2 separate regions of the Ovis aries genome follow, and region 1 is linked to region 2. The links are chromatin contacts, called in public Hi-C maps. All regions are on one chromosome and are shown on one strand. Each heading gives the region's core, a stretch centred on a gene start, on an enhancer-like site or on the middle of the called end of the contact. The rest is flanking DNA. Distances are from core to core; before and after follow the strand shown.

The links. Hi-C and Micro-C count contacts between places; a contact is called where the count stands out from the background.
Region 1: a Hi-C map of tail adipose tissue shows a contact between it and region 2, with 4 times the contacts expected there. The contact joins the enhancer-like site here to the promoter of TMEM132D in region 2. A contact is called at or near these places in 2 of 16 Hi-C or Micro-C datasets (skin fibroblasts and tail adipose tissue).

The regions. Positions count from the first base shown.
Region 1 is chr17:47,397,838-47,403,928 of ARS-UI_Ramb_v3.0, reverse strand. All of the region lies in intron 1 of TMEM132D (transmembrane protein 132D), which reads right to left. Among named protein-coding and RNA genes, the nearest start is that of TMEM132D, 150 kb to the right of the region's middle. Within about 2 kb of position 2,793, at least 2 of the 54 cell types and tissues checked have an H3K27ac peak or open chromatin away from gene starts, as enhancers often do.
Region 2 is chr17:47,248,588-47,254,587 of ARS-UI_Ramb_v3.0, reverse strand. It overlaps TMEM132D (transmembrane protein 132D), which reads right to left and starts at 4,113. Exons shown (of 9, transcript XM_027956399.3): 1 at 3,814-4,113. The coding sequence starts at 3,892.

The sequences.
Region 1 (6,091 bases), core at 1,544-4,043, 150 kb before region 2:
TCTTTCTCAGTTCTTTTGGTTCTTGCTCACATTGACAGTGGAGTGAACCAAGATGAGCTCTGAATACTTCCTGGCTGTGAGTCCATGGGGTGGCAAACAGTGTGTGCACGCGCACACACTCACTACTAGTTAAGAAAGCAAGGCATTAACCTGCCATTCCTGAGACATCACAGAAAAATGTCAGCCTTACCTTGCTGCTTCTATTTTGCTAGCTGTTTTGTAAAAAATGCTCAATTCATTTTTTCAAGCAGACTTGGTGATAAACATACTTAAATTGGATACTTAAGAAGGAAAAGACTGCATTTCTTCATCATTTATGCAAGTTCTTGCTTCTTAACTAGGAAAAAAAGTAACAAGAACAACTTGTCAGGTCTGCAGCTACATTTTTAGATAATAGCCTTCAAAAAAATTTCATCTTTCCAAGGAGGGAAAAAAACCAACATCCTCTTTAATCATCAAGTCCATTGCTCCATTAGCTGCTCTTAATCAACCTTTACACAAATGAGTAAGAAAATAAATCTATACCTTTGAACAGTGGCATTTCTAACAACAAAGTCAGACACCAGGATGTCTTTTTTATTAACAGAGGTGTTTTTAAATATCTGCCATATATATATGTTCAATTCAGACATTTTAGAAAACCCTGGAGAATAGCCAAGGTGGCTCTATACACTGTAAGGCTGCCCCAGGGCGAAGTGTCATTTGTGATGTTTGTTACCATTATTACCTGTGGCTTTTAGCTAAGCAGGAATAAGAAACCCAAACTCCTATGGGTTCGGGGTGAGTCTAATATTGTGCAGGTGAAAACTGAGTCAGGTAGGAGCTGCAGGGTATTGGAGCTCATGCCCCATTTCAAGAAGTTAGGGCTCTGCTGATCATTATACAGAGGCCAAACACCCTTTCCCCCCTATGGGACATTGATAGATTTTTTAATGGCAAGTAATCTCTTGAGAGTTCCTTGGACTGCAAGGAGATCCAACCAGTCCATTCTGAAGGAGATCAGCCCTGGGATTTCTTTGGAAGGAATGATGCTAAAGCGGAAACTCCAGTAAATCTGAGTGAGCTCCGGGAGTTGGTGATGGACAGGGAGGCCTGGCGTGCTGCAATTCATGAGGTCGCAAAGAGTCAGACATGACTGAGTGACTGAACTGAATTGAACTGAATCCAAACTTTAAAAAAAACAAAACAAAACAACTCTGAGCAGGACAAACAAAATACATCTATGAGACTTCTGGTTAACAGGCAGGAAGAAAAGGGGAAAGAGACAGGAAGTTTGGGATGGACATGTACACACTGTTATGTTTAAAATGGACAACCAACAAGGTCTTACTGTATAGCAGATGGAACTCTGCTCAATGTTGTGTGACAGCCTGGATGGGAGGGGAGTTTGAGGGAGAGTGGATACACATACATGTATGACTGAGTTTCTTGGTTGTTCTCTTGAAATGATCATAACACTGTTAATCGACTATACCCCAATATAAAATAAAAAATTTAAAAATACTCTGAGTTAGATTCAGCCTGTACATTCTCAATTTCAACCTCTAATCAACAGGTTCTCCACTGGACCAGAACCGTCACCTAGCGTGCCCCAACCCATCTCTGACTTATCATCATAGGCACCAAAGAATGACCATTTCACATCCTGTGAATACGGGACCATTGGGGAGATTTCATAAAGCACCTCTCAAGAGCTTTCTTTGTTTCTTATAACACACCAAGTTCTTACCACTCTTTCAGAAAACACAAGGGCATCATCAACTATCACCAAGAGCACCCCAACTAGCAAACAAAAACTCTCAAATGCAAAGAAATTTAAATGTGATTAAATTCAAAGGGCAAAATGAAAAATGACATGTTAAAATCACTCTACAAAGCATATATCATTTTTAACAACCTAAGACAAAAAGGAATCTATGCAAAAGGACAAATCAACAGAAATCCTTTCTCCTCGCCCCAGCAGAAAAGAAAACTTGTCTCATCAATTGCCCTCTTTAAAAGACTAATGCCATTTGCAGCAACATGGCTGGACCTAGATAGAGCTGACCATACTAAACGAAGTCAGTCAGAAAGAGACAGACAGATACCATACAAAATCACTTACATGCAAAATCTAAAATATGGCACAAATGAACTTATCTACGAAACAGAAACAGACTTACAGAAACAGAGAACAGACTTGTATATGCCAAGGGGTAGGAAGGTGCGGGAGGGGTAGATTGAGAGTTCCGGGTTAGCAGATGCAAACTATTGCGTATAGATTAAACAAAAAAGTCCTGCTGTATAGCACAGGGAACTACATTCAACATCCTGTGATAAACTATAGTCGAAAAGAATGTGAAAAAGAATAGGTATATTTAACTGAATCACTCTGCTGTATATTAAAAATTAACACAGCACAAATCAACTCTACTTCAATAAAATAAATTTTAACATAAACTCTTCTCTTTCAATTTTAAAAACTTTTCCTAATTTATGGTGCAAGCCTAACCACCCAGACTACACCGTTCCCAAGTACGATGCTCAAACAACCCGGGGTAGACTCTGATGTGTGAATTCTCAGTCGCTCAGTCATCTCTGACTCTTTGTGACCCCCATGGACGGCAGCCTGCCAGGCTCCTCTGTTCATGAGATTTTTCCAGCAAGAATCCTGGAATGGGTTGCCACTTCCCATTCCAGAGCATCTTCGCAACCGAGCAATGGAAGCCGCGTCTCCTGCTTCTGCTGTATTGGCAGGCGGCTTCTTTACCACTGAGAAACTAACTTCTCAAGACTTTTATAGGATTGTAGACTCTGGGCTCAATCCCATAAAAGTCTTGAGAATATGCACTGATCTCAAATGAACTCAGCTGCCAGCATACTGTTAAAAGGCATCTGGAGAATTTGTCGGTAGTTATTCCCAGCTGTTTATCATTCCTGGAAGGCTCCTGTGCACACCATCAAGTTAGCATTAATATGACTCACTCACCCCACTGGGTACAGTAAATCCCGGGCATCAAAGATGCTTTAGAAAATTGTTTGCAAGTCTCTTGTTGCACTGGGATGATTTTTGACAATCTGAGACTTTTACACTAAATAAATGTTTGGAACAGGTGACTATAAAAAATAGTAGCTTGAATCCTGACCCAGATATAGTTTTATTTTTACTTATTTGGGGATGCAGTGCTGTGTGGAGGAAGGTGCTGTCTATAATCCTAACATTGAGAAGCTTAAGTTTTTGTACATTTTGAGGGCTTTAACTTTTTTTTTTTTAATTTGGGGATGGAAGTTCTAACACTTTCAACCACCCCTGGACTGGTCCATCATCATCAGACAACTCTTTCAACCACACATGACAATGGACTCCAAGTATGAATAAAAGGACAATAACAGAGGCTAAATGAACAAAAAAGGAACAGTGGTTTCAACAAGTGTATCTGTCATGTAAATGCCATCTAGTGCTAAGCAAGGGGCTGGAATTGTGCCTTCATGATCCAAAAGGAGCCTGGCTCCTTTCATCTTTTCCCACATATGTCTTTAAAATTCTTATGAAACACAGTGGTTGCAACAGCTCCAGCCAGCACATCCAAAATCCAGACAGCAGAAAGGATAGAAGATTAAAGAGAGGCACTTGCATTTTAAGGACACTAAAAAGCCTTCTGATGAAAGTGAAAGAGGAGAGTGAAAAAGCTGGCTTAAAGCTCAATATTCAGAAAACGAAGATCATGGCATCCAGTCCCATCACTTCATGGGAAATAGATGGAGAAACAGTACAAACAGTGTCAGACTTTATCTTTTTGGGGCTCCAAAATCACTGCAAATGGTGACTGCAGCCATGAAATTAAAAGACGGTTATTCCTTGGAAGAAAAGTTAAGACCAACCTAGATAGTATATTCAAAAGCAGAGACATTACTTTGCCGACTAAGGTCCATCTAGTCAAGGCTATGGTTTTCCAGTAGTCAGGTATGGATGTGAGAGTTGGACTGTGAAGAAGGCTGAGTGCCGAAGAACTGATGCTTTTGAACTGTGGTGCTGGAGAAGACTCTTGAGAGTCCCTTGGACTGCAAGGAGATCCAACCAGTCCATTCTGAAGGAGATCAGCCCTGGGATTTCTTTGGAAGGAATGATGCTAAAGCTGAAAACTCCAGTACTTTGGCCACCTCATGCGAAGAGTTGACTCATTGGAAAAGACTCTGATGCTGGGAGGGATTGGGGGCGGGAGGAGAAGGGGACGACCGAGGATGAGATGGCTGGATGGCATCACGGACTTGATGGACGTGAGTCTGAGTGAACTCCGGGCATTGGTGATGGACAGGGAGGCCTGGCGTGCTGCGATTCATGGGGTCGCAAAGAGTCGGACATGACTGAGAGACTGAACTGAACTGAACTGATTGGACATTTCCATTTGACACTTCTGCTTACAATCAAATGGCTCTACCTAGCTACAAGGAAATGTGACATTTACAGCAGGTGGCATGTGCTTGTTGTAAATTAGGGTCCTGTTTTTAAGGAAGGAGAACATATCCTGGGATAGACAATGAGAAGGCTCTCATAATAAGGGTTCTAGCTATTTTCCATTGCAGCCCCTGTGCTGGCAAGTCTCATATACTTATGGTTTATTATTATTGTTCTTGTTGCTGTTATTGTTCAGTCAGTCGTATCTGACTCTTTGTGACACCACAGACCGTAGCACACTAGGGTTTCCTGTCCTTCATCATCTCCTAGAGCTGGCTCAAACTTATGACCATTGAGTTGGTGATGCCATCCAACCATCTCATCCTCTGTCGCCCCCTTCTCCCCGTGCCATCAATCTTTCCCAGCATCAGGGTCTTTTCCAACGAGTCGGCTCTTCTCATCAGGTAGCCAAAGTTTTGTAACTGCAGCTTCAGCATCAGTCCTTCCAGTGAATATTCAAGGTTGATTTTCTTTAGGATGGAGTGGTTGGATCTCCTTGCTATCCAAGGGACTCTCAAGAGTCTTCTCCATCACCAAGGTTCAAAAGCATCAATTCTTCGGCACTCAGCCTTCTTTATGATCCAACTCTAACATTCATACATGACTACTAGAAAAACCATAGCTTTGATTATATGGGCCTTTGTTGGCACTGTGATGTTTCTGCTTTTTAATATGCTGTATAGGTTGGTCATAGCTTTTCTTCCAAAGAGCAAGCATCTTTTAATTTCATGGCTGCAGTCACCATCCAAAGTGATTAATAATAATAATAGTTATTATTATTAATCACCAAATATTGTGGGACCACATGTATTTACATGTAATTCTTAGAACTATCCTCCAGCGTAGCACATTCAGCATCATCAGGTTGGAATCGGGGGCCAGAAGGCCCAGGGTGACACAGCAGGATGTCTGAAGAGCTGAGTGTCCCCTCCAAGGTGAGGAACATCCTGCAGTCTCAGAGATGCCCTACAGTGTACCACTTCCCGCCGATTCTGGTCCTCACACACCTGGCCTCAAGTCAACTTAGATGATTCTTGCCAAGCCTGAGCAAGCCTGGGGACTCACTGCTTTTCTGACGTTTAGGTATCACATACCCAGTCTCACTTGAATGACGTGATTCAACTCGTCAAGTAATTATTCAGCCTGACTATGTGCAGGGCACTGTGATGAGCTATGATCTTTTTATCCATTAGGCATCTGCAGGCCAGCCAGTCATAAATAGGCCGCCAGGGTTTTAATTTAGCTCCTAGTTTATTGGGGGGTGGGCAAAATGTTTTAAAAACCTTTTGTGAAAATTAGTTATTCACCTTTAAAAGTCAGGTTTTTCATCAAAATCTGCATGCCTGTCTTCTCTTAAGAAAGAGGACGGTCCAGTAACCCTGGGTCTACACCCCAATCAGGATGGAGAACTGGCTGCCTCCTAAGCCAGGATGCATCTCCATGGAGACCAAGTTTCCACCTGGCCTGCTTCACTTAAATTTACTCTTCCTGCCTGGCTCTGTGGGCATTTGAGTTTATGACCCATGGGAAGGGGGGAAATTACACAGGGAGCTAAGCTCCAGGCAAAAGGCTGTAATAACTAAATTTCAAGCTTCCACAAACCCCAGTACCTGCTACATAGATAAATAACTAAAAAGCACCTCAGGGCTATTAATC
Region 2 (6,000 bases), core at 2,864-5,363:
GGACACTTCAGTTCTGACCTAAACAGAAAGCTCAGTCCTGGATGTTCACTGGAAGGACTGATGTTGAAGCTGAAACTTCAATACTTTGGCCACCAGAGCTGACTCATTTGAAAAGACCCTGATGCTGGGAAAGATTGAAGGCAGGAGGAGAAGGGGACAACAGAGGATGAGATGGTTGGATGGCATCACTGACTCAATGGACATGGGTTTCTGTAAACTCTGGCAGTTGGTGATGGACAGGGAGGCCTGGCGTGCTGCAGTTCAGTCAGACATGACTGAGCGACTGAACTGAACTGAACTGATCAAGGTGGAAACATTCTGCAGAAGATGACCTCACAATGCCACTGCCCAGCAGGCTGGCTATACTGCTCCAGATGCAGGTGGAGCACATGACGGGCGCAGCCTGAAGACAGTGCCCCATCACCCCAGCAGCTCCTCTCCCGAGATCCCAGGCCTCTGAGTGTCTGCTTCTCATTGGCATTTGCAAGAAAACACAACTCTGGGGGATGCAGGTCAGGGTCATGACAAGCAGCCTACATGTGGCAACCTTCCTGATTCTGTATTGAAAGCCTGCCCAGCTCTTTGCCCCTCACCTACTCCAGTGTTCTTGCCTGGAGAATCCCAGGGACGGCAGAGCCTGGTGGGCTGCCATCTATGAGGTCGCACAGAGTCGGACACAACTGAAGCGACTTAGCAGCAGCAGCAGCAGTCTTGTAAGTCTGGTAGCTCAGATGGCAAAGAATCTGCCTGTAACGCAGGAGATCAGGGTTCGATCCTTGGGTCGGGAAGATCCTCTAGAGAAGGAAGTGGTAACCCACTCCAGTATTCTTGCCTGGAGAATTCCATAGACAGAGGAGCCCGGTGGGCTACAGTCTATGGGGTCACCAAGAGTCAGACACGACTGAGCGACTAACACACACAGTCTTGTAAGAGAAGGAACCCCTGGGACCTTCCTGGGACAAGCCTTTCCCCATATCCTCTGCTTTAGCTAGCTCCTCTCTTAAGTACCTAAATAACAGTATTTGATGCACATTTCCTGAGTTGTTTTGCAAACAAGAAACCCCACCACCAAATGGAAGATGTTAACTACTTGAGAGCACATAGCCCCACAAACCCTGGAGCCTAAGGATAGATAAAGTTAACCCGTGTGACCCTGCCCTGTTCCCTCATCATCAGCCAGAGAATTGTGCACCATTTGATCAGGTACCCTGTGATCCCTACCACCACCTCCCTTACTGGGCTTTTAAAAACGCTTTGCCAAAACTCTTCAGGGAGCTTGAGGCTTTTTAGGGCATAAGCCACCTGTCTCCTTGCATGGTCCTGCAATAAACCTTTCTCTGTTCCAAATTCTGACGTTTCAGTTTGTCTGGCCAGTATGTGCCCGACAGGTGAACTTGCCATAACAATCTCGTTAATTTGTCTTTGGGCCCCTTTCCTTTCCATGCCCTGCCCCCTTCCATGAAGCCAATAGCATCATAGTAAACCACATTCGCAAGCTGGCACAGCTGTAATCGGCATGAAGTTTTCAATAAGATCATATCTGAAACTTAAGACACAAGCCCTCTGATGACTTGACATAAAGACCATTCTCCAGTGAAGGCTGGGACCTCCCGACAACAGTGCTGATCAAACTTTTTGTCATAGCAGAGGTCCCAGTTCCCAAGGGATAGAAGTGCAAGCAATGAAATTTTATTTTTATTTGATTTTCCAAAGATCTATGAGGTTGCTCTATCTCCAATCACTTCCTGTGCATAAAATTTAAACAAATGTGAGGTTCAAAGGCCTTAGCCTCTTGTTAAAATGTGCACATCTGTTCCTTTAAGGCGTCATCTTTAGAAAGAACTAGAGCAATGCAGTAAAAACAATAATACACTGAAGCAATATTTAGTATTTGGTAATAATCTCCATCTTTCCACTGGACCCAGATAAACTGGGCACTGTGGATGGTCCTGTGTCTATGCATATGTTTTCTTCCGATCACAATCCTCTGAAATACAGTCCATCTTGGATTTCAAGCTGGTTCACAACTTTCAGGCAGTCAGAGGATCTGAGAGCACAGAGTGACTTGAACATAATGGAAAAAGAACTGCACGGTCCCTGCATTTAAAAGACCATTATTATCTGCACCAGGACATTTTATAGGACAGAATGGTTTTAGGGGTGTTCAATTCAAAATATGCCATAGGCTGGGCTTATAGCATCTTTCCACATCAGAGTTTCTCATTTTAAGGACATTTTCAGTGTTTCCACTTGAAAAAGTTCAAGAGATTATCAGGGGAAATACATTTCTTTTCAACCCGACTCAATCTAATAAGGAGATCAGTAAGAGAACTATGTACCTAACCAAGGAAACAATAGTTAGGTCATATTTACAAAGCTATTCTGCACCTTTCTTAGTAAAACCTTGTTACTGCAGCATAAAACACAGGAGTCCATTCCTACTATCAAATCAAGCGACAACCAATAAAAAACATGCCTCGTAGCAAAAGGCAAATCTGCTGGGCTGTTGCTGTGGATTCAGGTTTTCTTAACCTCACATCTGCCTGGGTTGGCTTCACCAAATTCATCAACCAAACCCCCGAGGCTCTGGCCCTCAGAATCGCTCTAACTCATAATTAGGAGACAGGAGCCCTTGAGACCACACTTGAAAAGGCAGCCAAGCAGAGTGGGCACGGGTCACCCTCTTCCTAAATCACACCAGCACAAAAGCGGGCTATTGTCAGTTCTAAAGCAGTGTAACCTCAGCGATGCTGGAAGGGCTCTGAGAACAGAAAATTCCTGTAATTAAAAGGCTCTGTGCATGATAATTGGCTTTGAAGTTTCTGAGAGCGATCTCATCTCGGAAATCTTCTCCGGAGAACAAAAATCTGTTTACAGGGATTTGGGGACACACATGGGAGACTGCTAAAAAGCTCCACGTTTCTTCTAATCTCTCTCTCTCTCTCAGTAGGAACAAGGCTCTTGAGAGAAGGAACCACACACAAATAGAGTCCTGATCAGTAAGCAGGAAGAACTGCTGATCCTTTCTACAAACTCACGTGTGAATCAAATAATTTCCCTTCAAGGCATTCCTGTCCTGAGCATTCCAACTTGCTCTACCAATGACAGAGAGGGATGCTGACAGAAGGGAAGCAGATGGGGAATCCCGGCCTTTCTGGCAGCTGCAAATAAGGGGCTCTGCTGGGGGAACGCAGGTGATAAGCACGGTTTAAACTCTACGCCCAACCCTCACGGATGCTGCCCCCGGACAAACGGCCACAGAAGGCAAAGGAAGAGAAGCCTGTCCCCAAAACCTCTCTTAGAGAAACTCAGGGCCACCTCTCCAGAGCTGGCCCCATCTCATAGGCGTCGTAGCCGACGAATGCACTTAACTGCATTCCCATACAGAGGCACGCTCTGGAATTATACCCTCACGGGTGCCTGCCAGCAGAAAAAGTCAAGTCCAAATTCCAGAACCTTTTCAGGAGGTCATTTCAATCCCTTCCTCGGACATCTTCCTCAGCCCTCCCAAGGCCCACGTCTCCTTTCAAGGTTCTCCACGCGACCTCCTCCCCGAGGCTGCCAGGTGGACCGGGCTATTTTTCCGCCCTCGGCACTCTCACTCAGGGCCTCCCGCCCAAGTCTTCTCGGGAGGCACCTGCTGCAAAGGGGCCGCTGAGGACCTTGGCTGCCGCACGCGCGCACGTGCACACGCACGAACGCTCACCCACACCCACTCTCCCGGTTACCCCCATCCACGCACACCCTCCCACACACTCACTCCCAGCAAAGTTCGTCCCGGGCCCCCAGATGGCGGCGGCGGCGTCTCCTCACCTTTGGAGAAGAGGGCGGCCAGGCTGATGAGCACGGGGGACCAATGGTGCCACAGCGTCCCCATCTCAGACGCGCACATCCCGGAGACCCGGCGCGCAGATCCTCGGCTCCCAGGTGCCGTCTGGGCGATGAAGACACGGTCGCCAAGCTCCCCGAGGGTCGGAGTGGGGCGGGAAGGCGACGGAGCGCCGGGCTAGGGGCTCGAGCGGCCGCGGCGCCCTGCCTCTTCCTCCCGCCAGTCCATGGCCGGCCGGGAGGCGACACCGCACGCCGCTCCGGAGTTGCTCTCCCGAGTCCAACGCGCGCGCAGGCAAACCCCACCTCCCTTTCACCCCCACCAGAATATTTTTATTTTCATCCACGCGAATTTGTTCCTTTCCGTTTACCCAGCGACGACTGGCCCCCAGGTGGCCCCCAAAGGGCGCCTCCGGGAGCGCAGGGACGCGGATAGGCTAACGGGCGGCGGGGCGGCCGGGGTGCGGCGCCCAGGGCGCGGGCGGAGGCGGCGCGAGGACCCCCGGCCGGGTGGCCCGGCGCCCGGAACGGCGCGGGGCGCCCGGGCGCACGGTCCCCATCCCGCCCGGCCGCGCCCCGGGGCGCGCACCGGCGCCAAAGTTTGGCTGGGAGCAGTCACTCCCCGCGCCGCCCGCTCCGGCCGGGCTCCCGCCCGGGCTCAGGCTCGGGGGCACCTAAGCGCGCGGCGCGCACCGCCGGCTCCGAGGACGCAGGGCTGCCCCCGCCGCCTGGGGGAGGCGCGGTGGCCGCGCGCGGAGGAGGACCCGCGGGCCCGGGGACCTGGCCACCCGCGCACCGGCCGCGCTCCGCCGAGACTGCATCCGGCACGGACGCGAGCGCCACGGTGTCGGGTGCGGACTCGGGGTCTGCCTTAAAAATTTGTCTTTTTTAAAAAAGCCCCACCCTTTTGGAGTGACAGCCGCAAGCCCCAATCCGCACAGTCAATCCCACCTCTCCGGGTCTGCCCCTCACCCACCCTCCCGGCCACCCCCTCGCTGCGCGCTGGAGCGGGAGTGGAGCGGCTGGGAGGCGGGCTAGTACCCGGCCGGCTCGGCCTGCGCGGAGGAGGCTGCAGGGAGCTGCCCACTCTCCCAACAGGTGTCAAGAAGACCATTTACCTTCTCCTGCGAGTCAGACCTCAAGCTAAGGGCAGGTCCTCTGTCCTGGGAGTTTCTAATGCTCTCCGCCTGACAGTAAATGAGAAGATGGCTGTAAAGGGCCCCACACCCCCGCGCTGGATCTTCCCCAACAATATCTAGGGAGGAAGACTTCGACTTGCCAGCCGTCCCGAGGGTCATGCCGGCCTCACCCCGCCTCTATCCTGGAATGACTACCAAGTCACTGATCCTAAAAGAATTCCGTCCTGACTTCCCTCTGGCCCATTTGGAACTAGGAATGGATCGTTAGGGGCCAGCTTGGCCTTGAGAAGATAAAAGACAAGTTCATTTATCCTTCCTGAATGCCTAATTAAGACATGCTGGAAACCGAGGCTACAGAGCATCAGCCTCTGATTTTAGCCCAAGGACTTCTCCATGGGAGCCTTTGAATTACCCGAATCAGAAATGAGAGCGAGAGAAAGCAGTCTGAATATTTAAAGAATATTGTAAACCGACAACAACCAAATCAAATGAGGTGACTTTACCTCAGTAGGTAAAAATGGGTCATTATCATTCAGCCAAGGGAGCCACAGAAGTTTTATTTTATATGCCCGTCACTGGAAAAATATATCAACACTTTGGGTGCTTAGCTTGCAAATTTTCAAGAGTGTCTGTCTGGATTTCCTTCTCTGTGAGATGTGGCTTCTATTTATCCTATATTTACTTTTTTGAATGTCTGTCTGTCTTTCTGGATGGTTTTGTTGTTTGGGTTTGTTTTTTTTTTTCATTTGCTTTTTAAACTTTCTGCCTTTTCACTTTGCATCTCTCTCCTATAAAACTCTAAAGAGTTAATACAACAAAGAACCTAAGCGATTATGTGTTTCAGTGCTTGCAAAATTTGAGTAAGTATCAACATCACCTGGGATAGTGAGTCCTCCATCCCCACCCCTAGAGCCTCTTGTTTATCAAGTCTATTAGCAGCAGCAGCAGCAGCAGCAGGTGACACTCAAGAATCTGTGTTTCTAACAATTGCCAGGTGATACTGATGCTGCCCACCCAAGGACCACTAGTCGAG